Linked DNA regions of Mus musculus: region 1 is linked to region 2. The links are chromatin contacts, called in public HiChIP or PLAC-seq maps. All regions are on one chromosome and are shown on one strand. The core of a region is the stretch at or near the end of the contact, and the rest is flanking DNA. Distances in the headings are between cores, read along the strand shown.

Region 1 (7,461 bases), core at 2,890-5,389, 300 kb before region 2:
AACCACTATCCAGTGTGGTGAGTTTTGTTGCAGGAACTCTCTCTAGACTCCTGTCATGACATTCTTGTCTGTAGTCTCAAGCTGGCCTTCTGACTTGAACTTGAGTTCCACAAGGAACAGGATCTGTTTGGCAGTGGCTGTGTGAGCAATCTTGAGGCCCGCAGTTCCTCCTGTCTCTTAGTGAGGCGACAGTCACCACACCTTAGAGACACTTCATATCACAGCTGGGCCAGGCTCAGTAGGTTTGCTACCATGTAGGGTTTAGAATGGATAACTAACTGAGCCCAAAGGAAGGAAGGACTGATAGCATCAAGATTCCATGATATTTTTAATCCTTGCTGCAATCACTGTTCATAGGGTGAATCACTGTTTTGTAATAATAAAGAAGTTGAAGTTCAAGGACATCTTTGCTGGTGAGCCTAGCTCTGAGGAGCCAGGACTGCAGTAATTGTTGATAGTATGGTTGACCTGTTGAGAGGGGTATTTTTTCTTGCAGATCTGTGTCTGAAATGGAGGACTCTCCCCTTCCAGCTGAGTTCAGTAGAAACAGATTACCCTGATACTTGGGTTTGCTCCATGAACCCTGATCCTGAGCAGGACCGGTGAGCCTTTCTTTAACAAAGATTATGATTACTCTTCCCTCCCTGTGGTAGTTTACTTTCTCTTGCTGTGATTGACATCAGGAACAAAAGCAATTTAGCTACACTTCCAAACATAGTCCATCATTTAGAAAGTCAGGCAGAGCCTGGCGTGGTGGCGCACGCCTTTAGTCCCAGCACTTGGGAGGCAGAGGCAGGTGGATTTCTGAGTTCCAGGACAGCCAGGGCTACACAGAGAAACCCTGTCTCAAAAAAATACAAAATCCAAAAAAAGAAAAAAAAAAAAAAAAAAAGTCAGGCAGGAGTTCAAGCAGGACCTTGAAGTAGAACCATGAAAAAACACTGTGTACCAGGCCATGCTTAGCCAGCTTTCTTAGACATCCCAACCACCTGTCTAGGGATATTACTATCTATCCATAGTGGACTGGACCCTCCAACATCAATATAATTTAACAAAGCAGTGTCCTCCCCCCCCCCCCCCGCCCCCCAACAGGCCAGCCTGATCTAGGCAATTCGAAATCCAGGCTTTCGTCAAGTCTATAATTAAAGCTAACTCGGACATTCACCATGCCTGCCACAACACCTCCACTCTTGGGGTGTTCCTCAGAGCCATTGTTTCCATAGCCTCACATCTCTGGCTGCGGCAGGCTGTGTATTTCTAAGAAGGAAGAGTAAACATGTCCTGTAACACATACCAGTTTTATACATTGGAAGCTCTGTGGTGGTTGCAGGACAGCAAGTCTCTGCCCTGTTGGAGCCTTGTTTTGTTACCAGTCTCTCTTTTCACAGCTGTGAAGCTTCTGAACAGAAGCAAAAGGTTCCTTTGGGGACATTAAAAAAGGACCCAAAGACACAGGAAGAAAAGCAGAAGCAGCTGACAGAGAAAATTCGCCAGCAGCAGGAAAAGCTAGAAGCTCTTCAGGTATGTGACTGTGGGCAAGTGAGCACAGCCAGCCTGTGTCAGCAGTCTGTCCAGGACAGGAGTCTTCGGTGGCTTTCCTGTCCCTTCCATTCCCCATATGTTCTCACCAAGGTTTTTCAACCCTGAGTTCTTAGTTCAAATGCTTCCAGTATACCTTATTAATTAGATAACAAACCATTTTGCTTATATTTTCAAAAATTATATACTCAATGTATTTAGAACATATAAGCATTCCAGAAAATAAATATCCTATCATAAAAGAAATCTCACCATTGATTCAGTAGTTTTATAACTTTTCATCCCTCCTCTTCTCCCCCCCTCCCTCCCTCCTCCTCCCCCCCCCCCACCATCTCCACCCACCAAGAACAGGAATTAACCTAGAGCTTTGTATGTGTTAGGCAGACACTACCACTGAGTTAGTTACATCCCTGACCCTTTTCTTGCTTTTTATTGTATTTTTTCTTGGTACAGTGTCTCACTGAGATCAATTTAAGTCCAGAGAACTTAAGTTTCTCTGGAGTAGCTAGGATCACCAGAAGTAGCTCTTTCCAATTTTGCATAAATTACGTACACATAAACATTTCTATAATTTTTAGTAGTCATAGGAAAGCATTTGTATTTAATATATACATATGCTATTTTTTGTACATAATAATTTCTTGATAATTTGTAAGATTGGAAAAGAATTTGCAAAATATTAAGGCTTTTTAAAAGATTTCTCTCAAGCCAAGTATGATGGCGTACTCATTTAATCCCAGTACTTGGGAGGCAGGCAGATCTTTGAGTTTGAGGACAGCCAGGGCTACACAGAAAAACCGTCTTGAGAAAACAAATAAACAAACAACCAAACAAGGAAAATCTTAAGCTGCCTTGCAGAAGATGCATTATTTTGTATTATTTTACACTTTTTAACCAGTGTTTAGAAAAGTAAGCAAAAATTAATTCTAATATTTGTTTTTGGTTTTTCAAGACAGGGTTTCTCTGTGTAATAGCCTTGACTGTCTAGGAACTTTGTAGACTAGGCTGGCCTCTAACTCACAGAGAGTTACCTGTCTCTGCTTCCTAAATGCTGGGATTAAAGGCCTGTATCACCACATGGCTAATTTTTATTTTTAAGGTTGATCAAATTTTCATGTGTACTTAATATTTTCAGTGTTTCATGATTTCAGTTTTTTTATTATTTTAAAATCATGTGTGTGTGCTCATGTGCACATGCATAAGGAATTGGAGTGCAGGTACTTGTTTATTCCAGAAGGCATCAGATCCTTGTTCCGAGTGATGGGACCTGAACTCTGGTGGTGCCCTACAAGACTAATCTACACTCTTAACCATGAGCCATCTCTACAGCCCCCAATTTTATATTTGTTACAAAAGCATTTTTATTTCTTCTCTGTCTGTACAGTGCTCTATACTTACAAACTGGAAATGTCTTAAGTGTGTTGATCCCATCCAGTTTTCTGGCCTTATGACAACTTTTCTTTACCAGAACTTTCCCACCTTTTTGGTCTCTTTTTTTTTTTTTTTTTTTAGAAAATTTAATGACTTTCCCCAGTGTCTCAGTTGATGAATCAGTCAATCACATAGGTACCCTTTTTGTGTCTGTGTATTGCCTTTCTAGTGATAATAAAAAGCTTTCAGAAATAGAACTGATCACTGTCCCAGGCACATAGTGAGGATCCAAAGAGATAGTTTATTATACCAAGATATACAATTTCATTGTTATATTTGTTTTTGCAGAAAACCACGCCCATCCGCTCACAAGCTGACCTGAAGAAATTGCCCTTAGAAGTGACTACAAGACCTATTGAAGTAAAGCCCAGGAACATAAGGGAGGCGGGTCTCTTCTGGTGTCTAAGCTCGGTTCAGTGTTCTGTCTGTGGGCTCTTTTTAGGAACCTGTACGGAGACCTCAGCGTCCTCGGTCACCTCCTTTACCTGCGGTGATCAAGAATGCTCCTAGCAGACCCCCTTCTATTCAGACTCCCAGACCAAGTACCCAGCTCCGAAAGACGTCTGTTATCAGCCTTCCAAAACCACCCACTACAGCAGCCCGAGGAGAAACTAGTACTTCTAGGCTACTCCAGCCAACTGAGGCACCTCGAAAGCCTGCAAACCCTCCCATCAAGACTGTACCCCGACCCACCCCTCCTGTGCACACACCCCCACTATCTTTAATCCCCAGTTCCAAGAGCCTTCGGGAGGTCCCTGCTCAAAAAGCCATCAAAACTCCAGTGGTCAAGAAGCCAGAGCCACCTGTCAAACAGTCCGTGGTGAGATGCTTTCCCTCCTCCATGCTCCAGCTTATTAGCAGTGCTGTAGGAAAAAAGGTTATACCAGGGAATCCAGGATCACTGAATCTTTTCTAAAGCTTCTCTGATGCCCTGAAGAAAAAGTCTCCATAGCTGAAGAGACTTGCTCAGAACTAACACACATAGCAAGTTTTTTTATCTAGGGAGCTTTTCATTTTCACTCAGCACAGCCAACCTTGGTCTGCTGCAAACTTGAGTTGGCTTCTCATGGTGTGGGCATAGTTTGTTAACTTGATGACATATAGCTTTGGTATGTTATGGTAGTAGTCATTGTGTGTCAAGGAGGTCTCAGCTGGCTGGCAGGCAGGTTAAGCAGGGAAGAAACTGAGAAACCTGGGCCAGTTGTGGTCAGACCAGGAGGTTGCATATGTATGTACTGAGTAATTCCAAGTGGGAATTGACATAGCTCCTCTGAGTAGTTCCTTTAAGCTACATAAAGTCTTCCTGCATCTTGGGAAGTGAACATGGTCAGTTCATGCTTCTACTCTTCTGCTCTAGGCAACCTCAGGTCGGAAGCGGAGTCTTGCAGTCTCAGATGAGGAAGAGGCTGAAGAAGAAGCTGAGAAGAGGAGAGAGAGATGCAAGCGGGGCAAACTTGCTGTGAAGGAGGAAAAGAAGGAAGCAAATGAGGTGGTTAGTCGCATGAAGTTCCCAGGGATTGCCTCCCTGGGGCCGGGGCCGGGGCCATTAAAGAAGCTTCTAATAGACTGTTTTCCTTGCAGCTCTCAGACAGTGCTGGGGAAGATCACCCAGCTGAACTCAGGAAGGCTCAGAAAGGCAAGTCTGGGGAGACCCCTGTCATGCTGTGCTGGAGATGGAAATAGAACCTTTCCCTGTCAACAGCTTCCTCCTGAAAGTCAGCAGCTTCCTGGCTTGGGCTCTCTCCCATAGTTGGTCCAGCTGTCCCTTCACAGTCTTTGTTTGTTTGTTTGATTTGTAGTCCTAGAGGGTTTTGAGCAGATATTTATATTGTTCAGTTTGGCCTTGAACTTATAATCCTCTGGATCAGTGTCCAAGTGCTGGGATTAAAGGCATGTGTCACCATGCCTGGCTTGCTTTTATATTTTTATGTTTTTGTTCTTTTTAATACTAACTCTTTGGTGTTTGCCCTTGGCAAGTCATTCATCCTGTGCCTTGGCCCCATGCCAGATGGAAGAGGCAGCATTGCTAGGCCTAGGTGGATACCTAGGGATCCACCTGTGCACTGCCTTTTACAGATACAGCCTGGCTGAGGTGAGGGCACTAATACAGTTCTCATCTGATTCTCAGATAAAGGACTTCATGTAGAGGTCCGTGTGAACCGTGAGTGGTACACAGGCCGAGTCACAGCTGTGGAGGTGGGCAAGAATGCGGTTCGATGGAAAGTGAAGTTTGACTATGTGCCCACAGATACAACACCAAGAGACCGCTGGTAATGCCCTCTTCTGGGAGAACAGAATAGCAGAAGTCAGCTAGGGCAAAGAGAGGAGGTACCCCCGTGTTCCCTCCTAGCAGCCTATTAGGATCCTAGGACAGATACTATAAGCTCTGTGTCCCCCGTAGGGTGGAGAAAGGCAGTGAAGATGTACGATTGATGAAGCCACCTTCCCCAGAGCATCAGAGCCCTGACACACAGCAAGAAGGTGGAGAGGAGGAGGAGGCTATGGTGGCCCGGCAGGCTGTGGCCTTGCCTGAGCCTTCCACCTCTGATGGTCTTCCCATTGAGCCTGATACCACTGCCACCAGTCCCAGCCATGAGACTATTGATCTCCTGGTCCAGATTCTTCGGTTTGTGTTTCTTTATCCTTTTCCTTAAGGCTGACACTAATTCTTTACTCTTCCCATGCTATTCTGAGTTCCAACCCCTCTCTTCCTGCTTAGAAATTGCTTGCGGTATTTCTTACCTCCAAGTTTCCCCATCTCCAAGAAGGAGCTGAGTGTTATGAATTCAGAAGAACTAATATCTTTTCCTCTGGTGAGTCTGACCCAATTTTTGCTTTTTACACCTAAGTGCCTGTACATGCTTATTATCGCTGTCTCATCAACTTCCCTTCTCTCTGAGAGACGATCTGAGTCGATAGGACTGATGTTCAAAAAGGACAGACAGCTTGAGACTCCTTTACAAGTGCACCCCTCCCCTCCCCACTTCTTTCTCAGACCTGTCCTAGGTAACATTGATGAGATTAGACTCTCTCTACCTAAAAACATGAGACTTGGAGAGAGGTAAAGAGAGATTAACGGCATGTAGAGATGAGCATGAGAGCCCGGGTAGCTCAGTGGACTTTCTGTATCCACCATCTTAAAGTTTGCTAGAGGTGGAGTTGCTGCTTCTGGGTAGCTGGCCATAAGGCTGAGAGAAATGTTGCTGAGAGGCAGTGCCCAGAGAGTCTTGGCAGCTTGGGTAGAGAAGGAAAACCCTTATCTAAAAACCTAACCAAACAATCAAACAACTCCACTAGGGCTTCAAGTGCAGGGGACTCTGAAGTGGGGCAGGAGGCTTTTGTGAGCACAATAGGCTGGAAAGGGTTGGGGAAAATGATACATCTTGAACCTCATTTTTATGTAGGAAATGGAGCTGAAGGAATTGTTGATCTGAACTATGCTGAGGGCCAGATAGTAAATAACAGGTTTGTAGGCTGTCTAGTATCTGCTAACTACGAAGTTCTGTAATTACAGCATGAAAGTAGCCAGAGGCAGTCTATCAAGCAATAGCTTTATTTACAGAAACATGCAATAAGCTGATTGTGTCTGCTGACCTTGCTGTTACAGGGGCACAAGACCCACCACATTCTTGTTACACAGTAAGCCCAGCCTAGGCTTTGGCTTTTACTCTTGTTTAGACCAGGCTTTCCAGAGGTTCTAGGAGAAGACCTCTTCTTACAGTTTGATTTGTTACCTTTGGCATCAAATCGTGAAATTCAAAGCAAAAGCCAAGGCACAGCAGAACCTCAGCAGCAGGCACTGTTACTCAGCCCAAAACAGTCAGTCTTGTGACTGTCCAAGTCTAAAAATAATATCTAGCTTGTTTTTGCAAAAGTGCTAACCAGGGGGCTGGAGAAATAAGCTCAGTGGTTAAAAGCACTGACTGCTCTTTTGAGTTCAAATCCCAGCAACCACATGGTAGCGCACAACCATCCCTAATGAGATCTGATGCTCTCTTCTGGTGTGGCTGAAGACAGCTACAGTGTACTTAGATATAATAATAAATAAATCTTTTAAAAACGTGCTAGCCAGTACTAGGTCACAACTTTATCTTCTAGTTGCGATTGCTAAAACCAATTTTCAAATGTTAATTTTTGTCCTTATTGGTGTGTAAATGGTAGTATTTTCACAATTAAAAGCTTAATATAATTGCCTTCAAGATACTCATTTGACTTAAAATTTATTTTGTGCAACCAAGGTATTTTTTTATATAGAATGAAGTTTCTCTTGCTATCATGGTGTAAGAAGGTAGTCTAGACACAAATGCAGCAATCAGAAGCCCTCAACCCAGCAGTTTATGCAACCTTCATAGAAGCAGATGAGTACTAGAGTTTAGACTTCAGTGGGCAGCAGGGCCTTCATGAAGATGATTCCTTTTATCAGTAGGTATATACTATGCAAATTGTTTTAACTACTTCATAGGAAAAGGCTGTATTGTAGTACGACTATTT
Region 2 (6,881 bases), core at 2,385-4,884:
TTCCTCATTGCTGCCCATTATTGAAGGAAGTCAGGATAGGAACTCAAACAGGGCAGAATCCTGGGGGCAGGAGATGGTGTAGAGCCAGAGAAGGGTGCTGTTTACTGGCTTGCTTTACAAGGCTTGCTTAAATAGAACCCAGGACTACCAGCCTAGGGGTGGCACTACCTACCTTTGCCCTCCCCCATTGATCAGTAATTGAGAAAATGCCTTACAGCTGGATCTCCTGGAGGCATTTTCTCAACTGAGGCTCCTTCCTCTCTGATAACTCTAGCTTGTGTCAAGTTGACACACAAAACAAGCCAATACAACTGACCCCTTGTCAATCTGATGCACAAACATCACTATTAAGCCACAACCTTTCCTTTCTTACTCATCCCCAAGATCTCACATAAATGACTTTAAAAGTCCCACGGATTTTACAAATTCAAATACATTAAAATTTCAGTCCCATTAAAATAGCCAATCTATTAAAATTCAAACTCAACTGTGGGCTCCTGTAAAATACTTTCTCCACCCCTCCCCCCATGGGGCCCACAGGGGCTGTTATATTTATTGTGCAGTGATAGTCCACTAGAGAAGGTACTGCCACAAGCAAGCCGTCCAAGTACAATCACAGACAGCAACTCTACACAAGGAACAGAGAATGAAGTCAGAGGGCGCACAAAGGAATGGGGAGAAAGTCAGATGCAGTTAATCGTCTTGATAAGTTTCTTCTGCAAACATACTTAGCTTGCAGAAATGGTAGAGAAGTTAGATGTCCAGTCTTACTTAGCCGTGACCAACAACAGTAAAAAAACAGTCTTATAAAATTTATCTCCCACAAAAGTAAACTATATATTCTTCAAGAGGGAAAAATCAAAGCCAGGCAGTGGTGGTGCATGCCTTTAATCCCAGCACTTGGGAGGCAGAGGCAGGCAGATTTCTGAGTTCGAGGCCTGCTTGGTCTACAAAGTGAGTTCCAGGACAGCCAGGGCTACACAGAGAAACCTTGTCTCGAAAAACCAAAAAGAAAAAAGGAAAATCAAGGCATAGAGTAGACTCTTCTTGGTGCCACGCCTTCAGCTTCTTTGCATGACCCCTTCAGTTCTGATCCTTAAACTGCCACTGAGGCTGCACCTTCAAAGGCCTCTCCTGGGCTTTGATAAAGAGGTCATCAGCTGCTCTCCATGACCTCTTTATGTCTTCAAAACCAGTATCACCTTGGAGATGTCTACACATAACCAAGTCCTTGGATGCCTCTGGAACACATCTGTTCTCAGAAAACACTTCCCAGAAGATTTCGCCTCAGTGATGCTGATCTCTTGTTTGATTTCGAGACAGAGTTTCTCTGTGTAGATCTGACTGTCCTAGAACTCTATAGACCAGGCTGACCTCAGACTCAGAGATCTGCCTGCCTCTGCCTCCAAGTGCTGGGATTAAAGGTGTGCCACTATCAGCAGGCTCTAGTCTGAATTCTCACTAAGCTCTTAGCTCCAGGTTAACCAGCATCGACTGTTCCAGTAGCGCAAAGGTTTCTCTTCAATGGTGCTGCTGCTCTCTTGTGTATTGTGGCTGACTTTAGCTCCAGCTGCTCCGAACAACAGAATCTCAATTCATGATAGAAAATAACCCTGATAGAGTCTAAATTTCCTCCTAACCCTTCACGAGCCAGGCCTCTATTGTCTGTCCTGTTCTTCACACTCTAAGCTCCTCAGGGACTTCTCACTGAGCTCCAGACAGGAAATGCCTTTTCTAGCCCGACATTCCGAAGTCCTTCCACAATCCTCCCCAAACACAGCTAACCCCATTCCTCGTACCAACCAGCCTTAGGGTTTCTGTGTCTGCAATGAAACATGAAACACCATAACCAAAGAGCAGACTGAGGAGAAAAGCATTTGTTTGGCTTACACTTCCATGTTGCTGTCCGTTATTGAAGAAAGTCAGGACAGAACTCAAACAAGGCTGCATCCTCAGGGCAGAGCTAATGTAAAAGCCATGGTGGGTTGCTGCTTAGTAGCTTGCTTTACAAGGTTTGCTCAACCTGCTTTCTTAAAGAACCCAGGACTACCAGCCCAGGGATGACAACACCCATTGTGGGCTGGATCCTCCCCATTGATCACTGAGAAAATGCCTTAGATCTGGATCTCTTTCCCCACCCCTTCACTCCCATTTTTTTCCGAGACAGAGTTTCTCTGTGTAGCCCTGGCTGTCCTCGAACTCAGAAATCCATCTGCCTCTGCCTCCCGAGTGCTGGGATTGAAGGTGTGCACCACCACGAACAGCTTAGAGCTGGATCTCATGGAGGTGTTTCCTCGACTGAGAGGCTCCTTTGATGACTAGCTTGTGTTGACCCAAAACAAGCCAGTACAGGTGGAAGGTGAGCGTGAGGTCTAAGGGCAGCAATAGCCTAGTTTTCCATCCAAGTGAGGTCACTGCTGGTATCTCAGCTTGTGACCTTTGTGGACCTGTCCCCTCACTCCAGGTACCTCTGATGATGGTCCTTACCTGGAACTGTCCATGTATCATGACAGGGTCAGGGTTCTGATCATTCAGTCCTTCCCAGGACATCTTTCCCATAGCCATTCCCCAGAGGCGGTGATACCCTAAACAGGGTAGGCTGGACTTTGCCCTCCCTGAATCTAAGGACCTGATAGCCTGACAGACCTGTTTTGTATTGGCCCCATATGTGGACTTTGTGCTGCCATGGCTGCACCTCAACTGAAGAGGAAGGCAAGAGTTTTGCAGGCTTTGGCTTGTGGACCCCAAGGTCCCCCAAACTGGTGGCTTCACTGTATATGTGGGATGGGGGGAGGGGGCTCTATCTGATGCCATGTTCTGGCATGGCAGTTTCAAGAGGCAGGAACAAAGGGTTAGGAGTTTCAAAGTCATAACCTATAGCCTGGGAGGTGACTCAGGGCCCACAAGGACAAAGAGCAGCAAGCCCATTAGATATGGAAGAATGCCTGGCAGCCAGGCTGATGTGGAATTTTCCCCATTCCACGGTTGCCTAGAAATGTCGGGGGTAGTGGGACTCTGACGTGGCCCATGTGCCACCCGATGGCCAGCTGGTTCTGCAGTGCCCACAGCTGGGGTTAATTCCAAATTAGTTCCCATCCTTGGTTTTCCTTTAGGATGAAGGACAGTCTGAACTCAAACAGGCCCCTACTTACTTGCCCAGACCTCTAGAGGAGGTATCCTCAAGAGGAAAGTTAGCTGAACCATGTAAGTGACTCGGCCCAGGGATCCTGGCGCTTCTTCACCTGTTTTTCTTGGATACCACAAATGTGTTCCTGGCTCATCAGAGGGAGCTAGGAAGACCTATGTTCCACTGGATTCTGAGGAGCTCCAGTGCTGTCCATAAAAGGCTGGCAACTAGTCCTGCCCCCTTTCTCCAGAGCCCAGGCTCCCTTCCCCAACACTACCACCAAGCCCCAGGCACCCTCTATTCCCTTCTGGGCTGGCAGTAGGACAATGGACCCCTTGGCCCATCGGAGACAAATAGTCCTTGTTAGGCCGGAGGCGGGGGCGCAATATTGCGCCCCAGGGAGCTGAATACAGCTTCTGTGCCTCTTGGGCAGGCGGCGCAGGGGAGAGGACGGGAAGGGGGTGGGGGGGGGGAGGGGGCCGTGGCGCCCATTGGCTCTGGCGTCAGGGGCCGGGCCAGGCTGCTGGCCTCACCTGGCGAGTGTTGAGAGCGGGGTGCGGCAGCCGCTGCGGCGGCGGGGCGGGGGCATGGACCAGGCCTGCCAGCGCGCCGGGTCCCGGCGAGTGCGCCCCGCCGCCCAGTGAGCGCCACGGCGGCGGCGGGGGCCGGGGCCGACCCCTGCCACCCGGAGCCCAAGGAGAACAGGGCAAAGGTATGTCGGGAGGTCTTGTACTCACGCTGGCTGTGCCCTGCCTCAGCCTACTTCCTGAACATCTTGCCTACTGGATCGATGGATCGTGTTTGCCCAGCAAGGGATATAGAAATGCTGCAGAGCTGCTTCACCAACACTGTATCCTGCAGGCTCTGGCTGATTGCTTGCCCTGCTCTGGGTGCCCCTCCTCCCCTGACCCCCGGAGTCCCTAAAAATGGGGTGGGTGGGGCTCCAGAAGGTTAGCTGTTGTGCTGTGAGTTCGTTAATAATTAATCCTCTTGGACATTGTGGCCTGGGCCCTAGTGGAGAAGGAGGCAGGAATCTCCCCGCTCCTTACCTGCGTTCCCAGAAGAGGCGGCTGTCACAGTACAAACCGGGGAGAGGGGGGCCTTGGGCAATGACAGACTCTTGTGCTTGGGGAAGGCCTCTCATATGTGTGCCCCTAAGGAGGTGAGTCCAGGAGACAAGGACAGACTTGTCTAGTTAGGACAGGAAAGATCCTATATGCAACAACTACACGGTTCCGGAGCCATGGACCAGTGCTCCATAAGGGGGTCTCAGGTTGGTCTGTTCCCTTAGTGAGAGGCCAACATGAGCCTTCTCTTTTTAACCCCCCCCCGCCCCGCCCCTTCCTGAGCTGGTTGTGATGACAGGCACACATCTGGCTGCAGGGACTGACACCTGACACCAGAGGTTACTGGGCTGAGGGTGAGGATGCCCTGGAAATCTTCAGGAGGAAAGGGGTGTGGAGGGAGAGCCGATCAGAACTCAATCTCTTCCTCTCTGGAGGGGGTGAGCTGATCTGCACTGTGCCTTCAGGCTTCCTTGCTACTTATCTAGAGGGAAGATACTGAGGCTCAAGGAGTCAGTGACTTGCTGAAGGTCACACCGTTGGGAAATGGCTGAGTTCACTGCAAACCACAGTGTGCGTTTTTGTTTGTTTTGTTTTGTTTTGTTTTGTTTTGTTTTTTGGTCCCTGTCTCAGGATCCCAGCCCTACCCAGAAGTCCTCTTGCCCAAACTGGAGGAAAGATGCCTTCCTGGGCATCTCTTTTGCTTCCTGGGTTCTGTGCTGAGTTCTCATAAATCTGTCACTCACAGTGCCTCTCACTGGGCTCCAAGGAAGAACAAACAAGCACTTGCAGGAAAGCAGTGACTCACAGGACAATGGCAATGGGGGACTCTAGGCCCCCTCAGTGGCTTGGGGCAAGCTTCTTGCTTTGGTTTGACTCCATGAAATGTGAATGACTAGAGAAGACACAGCGGGATGGAGCAGAAGTACCCCAAAGGTTACCAGACTGGAGACCTGGAGTCATCAGGTGAGATCTCTCTCCAGGGCAGGGAGGTTAGGCCCACAGTCAGACCCTTTCTGTGACACTCCCATCTTGCCCTGGGTGTGGATAGGGAGGTTAGGCCCACAGTCTTTCTGTGGGCACTCTGTCAATTTTACTGGGTGTGGGCAGGGAGGTTAGGCCCACAGTCTTTCTGTGGGCACTCTGTCAATTTTACTGGGTGTGGAATGCGAGTTGAGGCAAGTTGTGTATAAATCATGGGAACATAGGTCATTGAAGTCTATTGATCTAAAAGGACCTAAGTTGTCCATGAACATAACCAGATCCACTGCCCGGGCCAAGCACCGAGCTAAGGACTGCACACTTCTCACTTTTGGATCTTCCCAGAGAGACTGAGAGAGCATAGCTGTACCTTTAAGTGTTAGGATACAAACAGTTTCTTGCCAGTGATCACCCTGTTTCCGGACTTGGGAGCAGGATTGTATTAAGGGCATCCTGCAATGGACAGTGGGTGTGCTTGCTTAGCCAGAGCGTTGTGCGTGGCATGTGCAGTGCGTCCATAAACCTTGTCTACCATGCCGTGTGGTTGCACAGTCAAGTACATCTTCAGACTGTGACGAGTATAAAGTATCGAGTATATTTATTACGGACTCCTGTGTTTAGCCCTGGTTGTGTGTGTGTGTGTGTGTGTGTGTGTGTGTGTGTGTGTGTGTCTGTGTGTGTGTGTGTCTGTGTGTGTCTGTGTGTTAATGGAGTGGTTTGGTTTCTCGTTGACATCTGTGATTTGCCACTGCCCATTAGCGAGGTGAGCTGCTTTGGGTACTTGGATCTGCTACCAGGAAGGCTGGCGCTTTTGCATAAGCAGGGTAGTGTCTCAGAGAGCTGTGAATATGCTTCAAGTTCTAGCTTTGCCACAGTTACTGGACTCATTTCTCCACCTGTTACTTAGTGCTAGCATATAATACTGAGCTATTCTGTTGGGCACTCTGTGTGTGTGTGTGTGTGTGTGTGTGTGTGTGTGTGTGTTGCGATTACATGATTGCCCTTTGAAACAATAGGTTGCTAGGCATTGTGGCACATGCTTGTATTGCTAGCATTTGGGAAACTGAACAGGAGGATCATCAGTTTGAAATCAGTCAGGAGCATAGTGAGCTGGTCTACACAAGACAGATACATACACAAACACACACACAGACACATACACACACAGGGAAAAAGCTGGTCTATACAAGGAACACGGGTGCACGTGTGCACACACATACACACACACAGGGAAAAAGGGAAAGAAGAAGAAGCACAACTGAGAGAACAGAGGAGGGAAGGAGCAGGCGACATTAAGAACTGAGAGGTGGCTCAGCGGTTAAGAGCACTGACTGCTCTTCCAGAGGTCCTGAACAATCCCAGCACCCACATGGTGGTTCACAACCATCTGTAATGAGATCTGACGCCCTCTTCTGGAGTGTCTGAAGACAGCTACAGTGTACTTACATATAATAAATAAATAAATCTTTAAAAAGAAAAAGAAGAAAAGGAAAAAGAAAAAGAAAAAAGAACTGCCTTCCAAATCATGAGAGCCTAGAACCATTGACTTCACAGCTCCAGCCAAGGAGAATAAGGGTGACAAGAGTCAGGACTGTGAGCTTGGAGGCGTCCTGTGAGCCAACAAGTTAGGGTGCAGATAAATGCCCTGCTAGGCAACCAATGCTCCCCTTCTCTGCTCTGGGACCCCACTCCAGAGAGCCTCACCCCAC

What was found. HiChIP or PLAC-seq counts read pairs in DNA pulled down with a chosen protein or histone mark.
Region 1: an HNF4G HiChIP or PLAC-seq map of pancreatic cancer cells shows a contact between it and region 2. The contact joins the enhancer-like site here to the promoter of Gal3st1 in region 2. A contact is called at or near these places in 5 of 39 promoter capture datasets (embryonic stem cells, hippocampal neurons, liver and 1 more), 3 of 484 Hi-C or Micro-C datasets (the HL-1 cell line and embryonic stem cells), 1 of 115 datasets of contacts at active chromatin or transcription factors (pancreatic cancer cells) and 3 of 9 other capture datasets (embryonic stem cells, liver and macrophages).

What each region holds. Positions count from the first base shown.
Region 1 is chr11:3,680,287-3,687,747 of GRCm38.p6, forward strand. It overlaps Morc2a (microrchidia 2A), which reads left to right. Exons shown (of 27, transcript NM_001159288.2): 16 at 1-17; 17 at 497-602; 18 at 1,389-1,521; 19 at 3,259-3,330; 20 at 3,413-3,790; 21 at 4,328-4,459; 22 at 4,552-4,606; 23 at 5,099-5,240; 24 at 5,372-5,596; 25 at 5,690-5,783. Among named protein-coding and RNA genes, the nearest start is that of Morc2a, 35 kb to the left of the region's middle. Within about 2 kb of position 4,140, at least 20 of the 459 cell types and tissues checked have an H3K27ac peak or open chromatin away from gene starts, as enhancers often do. A contact at or near this core is called in pancreatic cancer cells, where this site is marked.
Region 2 is chr11:3,980,002-3,986,882 of GRCm38.p6, forward strand. It overlaps Gal3st1 (galactose-3-O-sulfotransferase 1), which reads left to right and starts at 3,635. Exons shown (of 4, transcript NM_016922.3): 1 at 3,635-3,839; 2 at 4,940-5,157. It overlaps Pes1 (pescadillo ribosomal biogenesis factor 1), which reads left to right. Exons shown (of 15, transcript NM_022889.3): 15 at 1-3. It overlaps Gm46265 (a long non-coding RNA gene), which reads left to right and starts at 5,164. Exons shown (of 2, transcript XR_001780153.1): 1 at 5,164-5,246; 2 at 5,306-6,881.